Regions from separate parts of the Mus musculus genome. Here region 1 is linked to region 2. Evidence: chromatin contacts called from public Hi-C data. All regions are on one chromosome and are shown on one strand. The core of a region is the stretch at or near the end of the contact, and the rest is flanking DNA. Distances in the headings are between cores, read along the strand shown. Region 1 has its middle 20 kb from the start of 9130214F15Rik. Region 2 overlaps Gm30692 (a long non-coding RNA gene).

Region 1 (5,954 bases), core at 3,426-5,925, 65 kb after region 2:
CATCCTCAATCCTGGTGGGCAAGGTTAAGTCACAGTCAGCAACATCACAGTGTGTGTCCTTCTGGGGTGTGACCAGGAAGGTACACTGTGGGCTCTCTTACCACTGTGGTCTTTTGCCCTGAAATGCATGATCAGTCAAGGTAAGAGAAGGCAGCAACTTCTGATTTTGCTACATTTGGAAAGAAAAAGAGGAGAGCAGAGGAGGGGAGGGGAGGAGAGGAGAGGAGAGGAGAAGAGAAGAGAAGAGAAGAGAAGAGAAGAGAAGAGAAGAGAAGAGAAGAGAAGAGAAGAGAAGAGAAGAGAAGAGATTTCTAGAAATGGCCACAACCAAAACAAACCTAAAAGGACACAAAGCTTCATGTATCCTGGAGTCTAAAGATTCAAAGAGCATTAGGGGACATTAAAAGAATCTCAGGCAAATATTGACTTTTACTTAACGGTGATATATGTATATTGCAAATAGTATGGAGATTTCTCAGTCCTCTGAAAATCTACCAATTCCTCCTGGGTGTCTATTCAAACAGGAGGAGATCTTTACACCAAAGCAACACTCCTACCCTGTGATGCTTGCTTGCAGTGCTCTTTGCTGTAGCCCAAATACAGAACTTATCCAGATGCCCTTCCGGTGAATGAATGGATACATGTATCATTTCGCTGTGAAACACACCCTGGCTACAGAACAATGAAATCCTGTCATAGGGGGCAACATGCATGGATCAAGTTGGAGAAGGGAATGTTGAGTGAAATTGGCCACAAACTGCGGGTGTATGGATGGCAGTCAGTAGTGCTGGGAAGGAGAAGGGACCCAAAAGAAATGAAGGGCAACTGTTAGGGACAGTGAAAAGGTAATGTGGGGGGAGGGAGTGCTTAGGTGCAGGATGGGTGGACATGATTAAAACAGTGTCTGCACATAGGGGAAAACTAGTCAATGTGCCTTTTAATTTGCCTAATATATATAAAGCAAGACAATCTAAACACTCATGCTGCTCAGAAATTGCGGCGAATCCACGGTGCTAATAGGAAATCTTTGTAAGGTGGGGAGCTGGCTGAGAACAGGAGAGTATCTATCTAAATTACCTCTAGGCAATCCATAAATTTCTCCATGTTCTAAAATAGCCCATTGAAAACAAAAGAAAACAACAGCAAACTATGACCTCCTGTACCTCTGGAGGCAAGAGGAGTTCACGGCGTTCCCAGCTGCTGTGTGGACTCTTCCACTCCAAGAAGCAGCTAGACAAAGGCATTGTACACCTATGCGTGGGGTGTTTATAAAGGAAGCCACAAACTGCTTGCCAGCTTTGGTGATTAATAGTCAGGACTCTTCTACTGTATGACAGTTCCAAGGATTCAGAAAATGGTTCCAGTCATCTCCCTCTCTGTTTTGTTTAATTTATGGACTATGGATTCCAGAGTAGTAGAAACTCAAAAACAATAGCCGTTTGTTCCAAGGAAATAGGATAGCGAGGCGCCAGGGCCCACGCTTCTCAGAAACAAAGAAGAGATTTAAGTATGGGGATGGAATGGTGGCTTCCCATAGTTGAGACAGTCTTGTATCCAATATAACTTCTGGTAACCCCCACTTAGCAATCCCCAAGGGGTTGCTTTGAAGAGATAATGCTAAGCATTCTGTGGGCACTAAAGGTTAAAATATTGCCTTAAATGCTGTGGGGAAAACTCTATGGAAGACATAGTTTCAAAAGGAGGGAAAACACACCCGGGAATGAACCTTCAAAAAGGCAGTTCTCACTTGAAATCTTTCAAACACACTACTAAAGTTTGGAGTTGACAGGAGTAAAAAAGTAAAAAGTCTCTCTCTGCACATTTTCCCAAAGGGACTGTGATGCTGACGTCTGTATCACTGCAGCCACATGTCTTTCCCAGAGGATAGAAAATGACAAATAAGGACCAGCAACTGACCACAGGAAGGATGGGACTGGTTTCCAACAAGGAAAAGATGTTCAGTTAGCAGCCTCATGCCCACATCTGCCTCTGCTCCAGACTGCTTTGTTTAAAGGCAGTACTTAGATTTTATTGGAAACGCTGCCAGGGAATGGGCTGTGGTCTATGGCGTTAGTTCCTGTATCTTGTTAAGAGATCTGATAAGTCTGGGAGGTACGGCAGGTGTACAGTCTAAAGCAGTGGCAGAATCCTTGTAAATCCCCAAAAGTAAGCAGGTGGAGGCTCAAGAGGAAAGGCGGTCCACATACACAGAAAATGGTGTGGGCAAAGGTGTAAGGATAGAGACCCAAGGTGCTGTGGCTGGGATGGGGAGGTTCCCATGGTTAAAGCACTTGTGTAAGGACCAGAATTCAGAGCCCCACAAACCCACATAAATGCCAGAAGGGCCCATCTGCAATTCTAGCCTTGGAGGTATAGAAAGATTCCCAGAGCGAGCTGGTTAGTAGGCATAGCCATATTGGCAAGCTCTGGGTTTGATACACTACCTCCGTGAATAATGTGGAAGATTCACGTGCACATCCACACGCATGTGCATGAGTACACATGCCTACCTCCCCACATGCACAGGCAAATTGGGGAAACAGGGTAAAAAAGAAAACGAAACAGAGACACTAACAGCAAGGGATACAGAAAAACTAAAATCTCCCAATTATCTTAATCGTTTGACAAAAATCTTTAAAAAAAAAAAAAGTGTTTGTGAATGAACCCAGGGCCTCAATCATGAAAATCATGAATACTGGGGAAATATTTTTTACAAGATTTAATATTTTCCAGTATTTCCAATTCTGGAAAAGTACCCTGGGAACTCACCTGCTTCTGGTTTGATTGCATCATGCCTTCTCTGTCTTATGAAGCCAACATCAACTGTTCTGGTCTTGGCCAAATACCTAAGGAATAAACCAAGATATAAATGGGTTTCGTATAGGACCCGAGCTCCAACTTCCCTGGTCATTTCACCGTGTGAGCTTCCAGGCTGACTCTCAACATTTCCAACTATCTAAAGAGGAAGGGGCAGTTCTCACTTCTGAAAAAGAGGACCATGGTCTAACTCTTATCATGCTTGAAATATTTCAGGAGCATGCTGTGCTTCCTCTGCTATCAAATCATAGAGGAACCAACCTTTCGCGATAGCGAAGGGGACAGTCACGGTCACGAGAGACCTTGTGCCTCATTTACATAAGCTAATTTCCAGGTTGCAGTATAATGATCCAAAACCTTCAATAATATCACACAGTGTGTCTACTGTCTACAACCTGTAAGAAGGAAAGTTGGCATGAAATCAGGGAAGAGAGGGGAGAGAAGAGAGGTCAGGTCTTTGTGTCAAAGTCTTTGTATAATGCCTACATGAACCACAGATGGGGGATCTATCAGCCTGCCCTCTCCTAGAACAACCAACCACTTCCCTGGGTCACTGTACCTGTCCTGTCCTCCTTGCCTGACTATGCCTTTCATGCCTCATTGTTCAAACCTCACTGAGCTGTCAAGCACTAATTGAGCGACCCCTCCCCAATGCCAGTCTCAACCACCCTACCTTTCTCCATCTCTTCCTTCTTTTAAATAGCCTATGTAGGAAAGAAAACAGAACTTAGAAATCTAACGAGTACTGAACAGGGAATTATTCCTTCTCTTGGGTTGTGTAAGAGTATGAGAAAGCCCACCACAGAGTCTGTGTGCGTCCTTCCCTCTTCTCTGTAACGGGTCCCCAGCAGTGGTGACCAATCATAGGTGCTCTGTAAATGCTTTGTCGCTGAACATAAATGAGCCCTTAAATGAATGCCTGGACACAGTAAATGCATGCAGACGTGAGAAGAGGGAGCACGGGGTAGAAAGAGCAGGAGCAATGGAGCAAAGAATTGGGTCAGAACGGTTTTATGGGGTCAGCTGCCACTGGTTCCCACAGAGCCCTTGGCTTCCACTGAAGCTGAGCCCGGTTGTTTTGACAGAGTCAAGGCAAAGAAAGTGAGAGAGGACTTTATAAAAACGGACTGCCTTCATAAACACGGAACCTACATTAGCAGCCCTTTATGGACCATAAAAAGTCATAGGACACAAGCCGAAAATAATTTTCTTTTCTTAGAGCCCAAGGGAAAAACAATCAGTGAACATCTTTCTTCAATCAGGTCTGCATTTCCAGTAATGAGAAAACTTCAACAACTCCATTTCCTGTTTATGTAAAACTCTTGTCACTGGATGCAAAAGAAAAAAGAAAAAAAAAAGAAGAAAAAGTGTATCCATCTTGTTGGCTTCCCCTAAGAGTAGTCCACCCACCATTTCTGTTTGCTGCAAGACTAATGTGACTTGTCCCCAAGGCCTTGCCCTGCTTCCTCGATGTCCTGAAACACCACGGGGTACTTTCACTAGAACTTCACTTAGGTGCATGCCCTGGGGTCTGGGAAAGCCATGGCTAAATCTGAACGTGGATCTTGCCTCGTGACACGTGCATTTAAGAGCTGAGCCTTCAGAAGCAGGCTTGCCTGACCTGAGACCTTTCTGGCATCTCCTTTGTTATAGAGTGAGACAGGATTACAAAGCATTTGTTTGCCTGTCTTCAGGGGGCAAATGCCAGAGCCACGCCTTTGTTCTAATGTAGCCTTGCTCTGCCAGCACTAAGTGGCGATCCTATCTCTGAAAGCTGGCCTTTGTTAAGCTGACTCCATCCTTCAGTGCTGGGGACAGCATGTAATTCTGCCTCTGGTCATCAGCTTGTGCCGGGAATTTCACCATCTGCATACTTTGGCTCCTTGTGTCTAGACGGAGGACCCTTGCCAATGATGCACATTATAGGAATCTGTGTTAACTGTCTGTTATAAAATCATCTGTGCTTACACCATGTTTGTCATAGGCTCCTCCCACCACCCATGTATAAAAGCATTGTGAACTTGATTCCCGCCCCCCTTCCCCTGTATCAAACTCAGGGCCTTGCACATAAGAGGCAGAGGCACATCCCGCTCATTTTGAGACAGGATCTCAAAGGTAGCCCAGGCCACCCTTGAACCCACCACCAGAAGCCTCAGCCTCTTGAGTGCTGGAATCATAAGGGAGGTAAGCCACTGCACTTGGCTTTCTAAACTTGGAGAGTAGGTTGCCAAGATGATGCTCCCTTATGGTATGGTATGGTATGGTATGGTATGGTACGGTAATGTACATTTCTTCAAACTCAGAATGTTTCCTTATAAAACAAGAGTACAGTGTCTCATACTATGATGGCTCTCTTTGTCTAGTTTGGTAGTTCTGAGGAGTAAGCCGAGGGCCTCACACACGCTAGGCAAACGCTCTACTCTGTTCTAATATCTAAGTCAAGCTCTCCATTCTCCCTCCTCCTGGACCCAATATGGACTGCATCTTGCCTTGGTCTTCACACTCCATTGATTCAGAAGACTCCACACTCTCTTTTTTACCTTGATTCTTACACTTTGAAGAGCAATGACCCTCTGTCATGGCCACTCAGCCTGGGGCTTCCTGCAGCCACTTTCTGGTTGGAGTCAGGGAAGAAGTTGGAGCTACCTGTCCCCAGACATGACGTTGTCATTCTCTCCACATCGTGTGAAGAGACACTTGACATCTGTCTCATGCTAGTCTGGGTCACCTTTGTTAAGGCACATCAAACTTTCACCAGTGTTGATTCTTGACTAAAACAATTATTATAATAGTGATCCAAGGGTGACCTTCTGAATATATGACCTCTGTATTTGGTATTGCCATTCTTCTGTCAACAAGAACATCCCTAACTTATTCACCCACATCTTCACTGTCATTTTTTGAGGTAGGTTTTATGGGATCTTATGACTCCTCTTGTGGGTTAAAAATGATAATCATCTATTTAGGTACTCAAATTACTGTTGGATCTAACTAGAGGGGAGGAACTTTGCTAGTTGATTTTTATGTCATTTTATGACATCATTCTTTGAGCATTTCTTTTCTCTGTTTTTCTTTTTCCCTTTCTTTTCTTTTTTTTAAATTCACTTTACATCCGGATCACAGACCCACTACCTCAT
Region 2 (5,184 bases), core at 2,176-4,675:
CAGTGGGTTCAGCTCTTTCAATGCACCAGTTACTTTCCTATTATACACTCACTGTGTGTTCTGCACTAAGAAAAGAATTTCAGAAATGAATAAAAGCACACACAATTACAATTTCTTGAAACTGTGTACTGCTGAGGTTGCAGAGACTGGCTCTTATCTATTACTGAATGCACATAATTGTTACCATAAAGCCTTGTCTCTAAACCCTTGTAAACTATTGGTGCAGATGGGAATTGCAGCCATACAATAATTAGAAGAGCTGCGCTCTAGTTAAAGTTTGTTACTGAGAAGCAGTGAGACACAGGCTCTGCGTCTAACTTTCTGGATGCTTTGTTGGCATATCTGTAGCTTGAAAGGGACCAGATTCCATAAACCAAATGGTATTGTGTAGGTTTGAAATTCTACAGTTCTGTGGCAGCATTGTTCATCATGGCTAAAAATTGGAAATATGCCAAGTCATATGTAGATGGGTGGGGTGTTGTACAGCCACACCTGGTAACAAAATAAAGAGCATACATGTCTTAAAGGGAAGACATAAAAAGGTAATACATGTCTCAACAAACGTGAGTCTTGAGGATGTCTGGCTAAGCACAAGAAGCCAAACACAGAAGACTTCATGCTTGTGTTCACATGATTCCACACAGGTGAATCCATCGAATCAGAAAAGAGATCAGTGGCCGTGTTGCTCTTGGGATGAAATGGGCAGATCACGTGACAGTCGACTGAGCACCACTCCAGAGTCAGCTAGGATGATGGATGTGATGGAAACTTGGGATATGCCACACTACAGACCCTAGAATCCGTTTACTTCATGACTATGCTTACTGATGTCAGCGACACTAAAGAGGGGGTGTCTTTGTTAACATAGACTTTTTATTAAAGATTCATTTTGCTGTCTTTATGTCTATGTTTGTATCTGTGTGAGTATATGACTCATGTATGTGGGTGCCCACAAGTGTCCAGAAGAGGGAGTAGTATCCCTTGGAGCTGGAGATACAGGAGGCTGTGACCCCTGACATGGGTGCTAGGAACTGAACCCAGGTCCTCTGAGAGAACAGATAGCTCTCTTAACTGCTGAGCCAACTCTCCAGCCCACTGTCTACCTCTTACATTTCAGCAGCCTGGAATCAGGAATAGTTTATTTCATAAAAATCATAATAAAAAACAGATTTGGATCAACAGACTAATTTTGCTAATTTTTTTCCCTTTTAACTCTTACGTTTTAACACTAGAGTTCTGAATGCTTATCCCTCTTTGTGATTGATCGCTGATGGCTGAGTATTTGAGATGTACTGCTACTACTTAACTTTTGACAAATAACTCTACTTTAGTCTATGAAGAGGCGAAAAGGAGGGGGAAGTGCCTATATTAGTGCTTATTGTGTTCTAGGCTTTATGCCAAGTGAGTGAACTTAAGTTATGTGTGTCTCATGGCGACGCTTGATAAAAGTTGAAGTATCTCAGCTGCACAGAGGAGTGAACCAGTGCTGAGAAAGACACACATTTGCACAGATGTACACGGTACTGCTCAGTAGATCTTAGACTTAACTCTAAGCCATTAAACTTACAGATGCCATGACAAACAGAAGATAGAAACTGGCATGCCAATAAGTCTAAAGACAGTGTGTCGAGTCTGGGGTAAACTCCCTGGCTCAGTGCCGCCGAGCCCTCTGCTAATCAGACCTTGGTCTTAAGTCTCTCTCAGGACTTCAGGTGCAAATTTTCTAACCCATAGTTTTCTTCCTGGATAATGGTAATTTCCTTTTCGAATTCCAAGGTCTTGCTTGAGTGTCCTGGTCTAAATTTGGGTTGGCATCCTATCTGTGGGGACTGTCTGTTCAGTGATGTGAATAGCTCTGGAGGTCAGTCTGCATGGCTTCGGGTACTGAAGGAGAAGTGAGGCCCTGCAGATAGGATAGAGACAGCCCCGTCTCTTTTCCTGCTCCATGGCTTGGTGTCAACCGACTTTCTTTCCTTCAGATACCAGAGAGTGCAGAATAGAGCATCAACATGCCCCTAACACATGACTAGGAAAAGTCAATATACATTTCTTACCCAAAACCTGGAGTACGAAGTAACAGAACGGGTCCTATAGGTCAAGAACCAGACCTTTCCCACAGCTGATACCAATACTAACACTACCAGCACTGATGAGTACGTCCCCTACGTGATTCCCGGGGGTGGGGGAGTTATCACTATCAGAGAGGTGTGAGACCCTATCAGCCAGAGAGAGGAGCAGGGGGCTGATGCACAGTCACTATTTATCAATAGAAATAACAGGTTGAGGTTTCATACAGGACCAGGTTCCTATAATGAGAGAGAACTGTCAGTGAATGTGAATCTATGATTGTTAAAATGGCTCCTCATCCTCCATGGGATACAGAAGACAGGGAAAACTGTTAAGTTTCAGTCTACATACTATAGTAAGTATGTCTGTTGTTCCAGTCCACACCGATCTCTTTTCCGTTGATATGATTTGTTTCTTTGTGCGTTTAGCAAAATGGTAAATCCATCTGGATTGTAATCAGACATGTTTCCTCCCTTATATCAACCAGGCAATGACTACCAACCAATGAAAGAGAAAGGAATTTGACATTTGTAAGCACTTACTTCGAATAAGACGGGTCCTAGGTAATTTGCATGTTAGCCCTGTGTAGTCATCATGACACCTTATACGTATCTACGGTGAGTTTCTCTACCACCTTCCTTTCTCTTTGTCCCCTTGAGCTCGCACAGTGTTAGTGGCAACTTATAACTCTCAACAGTATAGGTAATAAACAAAGCAAATCGCCTCCCCGTTCAAGCAACTGTGCTGTGCTGTGGTGCAAGGCTGTGGAGCATCTGGTTCAAACAGCCTCCTGAAGAAAACCATACACCCATCCCATCTGAACCTTCCTTGAGTCTGAGTTGGAGAGATTTGCAGATATTATCAAGGAATCAAACGAAATAGAGATTCACCAAATATCTCATCAGAGAGCATCCTTCCGAGAGAAATGCCCAGAGCTACTCAGATCTGGCCTGAGATTTTGCTAAGGGATGAAACCAAAACAGACAATGTCAAGAGCTCTGACATTCCTTTCGCATGTGTGGGGCTTCTATGTTAACAAGGGAACAACTTTGATCCTCCAGTCAGATAACCAGGAAGTGATCTGGAATTTCTTTAAATATCATTACCATGCTCCCAGCAAAACACAGGGGAGGACATTTTTACTCTGATGAAAAGACTAGGCTTGTCCCTGGGCAGTGTTGAATTCTTCAGCTTCTACTTTGAGTGGGGCAGGATGTCACTGAAGACTGACAAAGAAAGCAAACCTATCTGTATAGATTAGTTTGAGGCTAACTTCGGGAATCTGAACCCTTGGACTGAGCTGTGATGTTTCCATGACAACCAAGACAGACAATGAAGCAAACAGACATGACTCAGGCGTAGTTCCGCAGGTCAGTTCTCAGAAGCCAAATTTGGTCACTGGGAGACCTTTAAAGAATAGACCATCCCTGTCTTGCTAATCACATTCAAAGGGCAAAGTGTTACTCTGGAAGAACACACCCCTTCCCCTTTCAGAAGGCCACCAAGATTCCCTGCTACTAAGTCACGCATGGCTACTCCCCATAAAGGCCTACTGCTTGATCGTACTGTCTGTGGTGACTGACTGGGCTCCGTTCTCTCATGGTGCTAGATGCTAGGTAGTCTCCTGTTTCAGGAGTGGTGTCCCCTGCAGTGACTACAAATGGCAGTGGAGTGAGGGAGAAACAGGATTAGCTCTCCCAGATCTAAAAAGTCCCGGAGGGCCATGAGCAATCTGCCACACTGTAGGCCACTTGCCTGAGCCCTACTCCAAACCTGCTGACACTGCGCAGCTGGGGTGTGCCCTGCTGACTTCCGATGCTGCAGCCTCAAGGGGCACAGCTAGGCTCTAGGACAGATTTGTTGTGTCATTTCTAGCCGTGCCTTCCACAAAAACTTACTTCTCCCAGGCTGCCTCTTTGATGTTTAGAGCCACCCAAGTCTCCTTGTTCTCTCCGTCCACACCGTTGTCCCTCGTCTTGTCTACCTTCCTTCCACACAGCAGCTACAGTGAGTCTGGAGAGTCACGTTGCTGTATTCTACAGACACAATACAAATGCCAGGTACTGAAGCTCAGGCAACAGCTCCCCTCTCATCCCCCAAAGCTACCTTTCTCTCTTTGCTGAGCTTTCTGTCACACACACACACACACACACACACACACACACACACACACAGAGAGAGAGAGAGAGAGAGAGAGAGAGACAGAAAGACAGACAGACAGAGACAGAGAGACAGACAGACACAGAGATAGAGACAGATAGAGACAGAGAGAACTAGATATTTGAGCACAGTAGATTTCACAGGGAGGCAGCGTTTAGACCCGCCCACTGCACAGGTGGAGACTGCCAAAGACAAAGAACAGACAGAAGTTTCACAATTTTTAGAGCCTGTGGAATAACTGAGTAAGCCTTTCAGGGAATGGCAAGCTCCCTCCTGCCTGCACAGGGGCGGCAAGGCAAACGCACCGCTGGTTCCTGAATCATTTCCTGTCAGCTTCCCTCACCTCTGAAGGGCTGGGCGCTCTTGCTTGGGAAAGAGAGCAGGCGCGTCCTGTGTTGTGGGGAAGACCTTTACCCAAGGGCATTTCTCTGGGAAGTGTGGGCATTCTGAGTTAGTGAGGTAGTTTGAAGCCGACAGAGACAGTGTACCCCAGACACTCTGTAAAATCTTCTCCTTGGTGATAAACTGCAATGGTAAAATCTAAATCAGAAATGTATGCACAAGGAATCTAAATCATAAAGACAGACAGCCATTGCGTGCGCGCACACACACACACACACACACACACACACACACACACCGAAACAGCCCCCCCCCCCTTCCAAGTCCCAACATCTTCAAATTTAAGTCAGAGAGAAAGGGCTGGAACAGGAAGAGTGGAAACAGCTTAAGTAGCTACTTGTCGGCTCATTTATTGAGGAATGAGCCTCTGAGATGGGTGATGTCTCTTTCATTATTCCAGTAAGGACCGTGACGTTGAGCGATTAGATGACTAGTCTACTGTGCTCGGAGTGACAGGGCCAGGCTAGCGGCTCAAAGCCCTGATCCCTCAGCCCTGCTCACCCCAGTCTGTGCAGGTACTCTGTTCTCTAGTCAGAGGTTTCCCTTGAACGAGGA

Evidence for each region. Hi-C and Micro-C count contacts between places; a contact is called where the count stands out from the background.
Region 1: a Hi-C map of extraembryonic endoderm stem cells shows a contact between it and region 2, with 2.1 times the contacts expected there. The contact joins two enhancer-like sites. A contact is called at or near these places in 1 of 484 Hi-C or Micro-C datasets (extraembryonic endoderm stem cells), 5 of 115 datasets of contacts at active chromatin or transcription factors (embryonic stem cells, pancreatic cancer cells and trophoblast stem cells) and 1 of 9 other capture datasets (embryonic stem cells).

Annotation. Positions count from the first base shown.
Region 1 is chr8:24,480,101-24,486,054 of GRCm38.p6, forward strand. No RefSeq gene overlaps it. Among named protein-coding and RNA genes, the nearest start is that of 9130214F15Rik, 20 kb to the right of the region's middle. Within about 2 kb of position 4,676, at least 36 of the 459 cell types and tissues checked have an H3K27ac peak or open chromatin away from gene starts, as enhancers often do. A contact at or near this core is called in extraembryonic endoderm stem cells and pancreatic cancer cells, where this site is marked.
Region 2 is chr8:24,416,041-24,421,224 of GRCm38.p6, forward strand. Gm30692 (a long non-coding RNA gene) reads left to right here. Exons shown (of 3, transcript XR_001778531.1): 3 at 645-896. Among named protein-coding and RNA genes, the nearest start is that of Gm30692, 6.3 kb to the left of the region's middle. Within about 2 kb of position 3,426, at least 147 of the 459 cell types and tissues checked have an H3K27ac peak or open chromatin away from gene starts, as enhancers often do. A contact at or near this core is called in extraembryonic endoderm stem cells and pancreatic cancer cells, where this site is marked.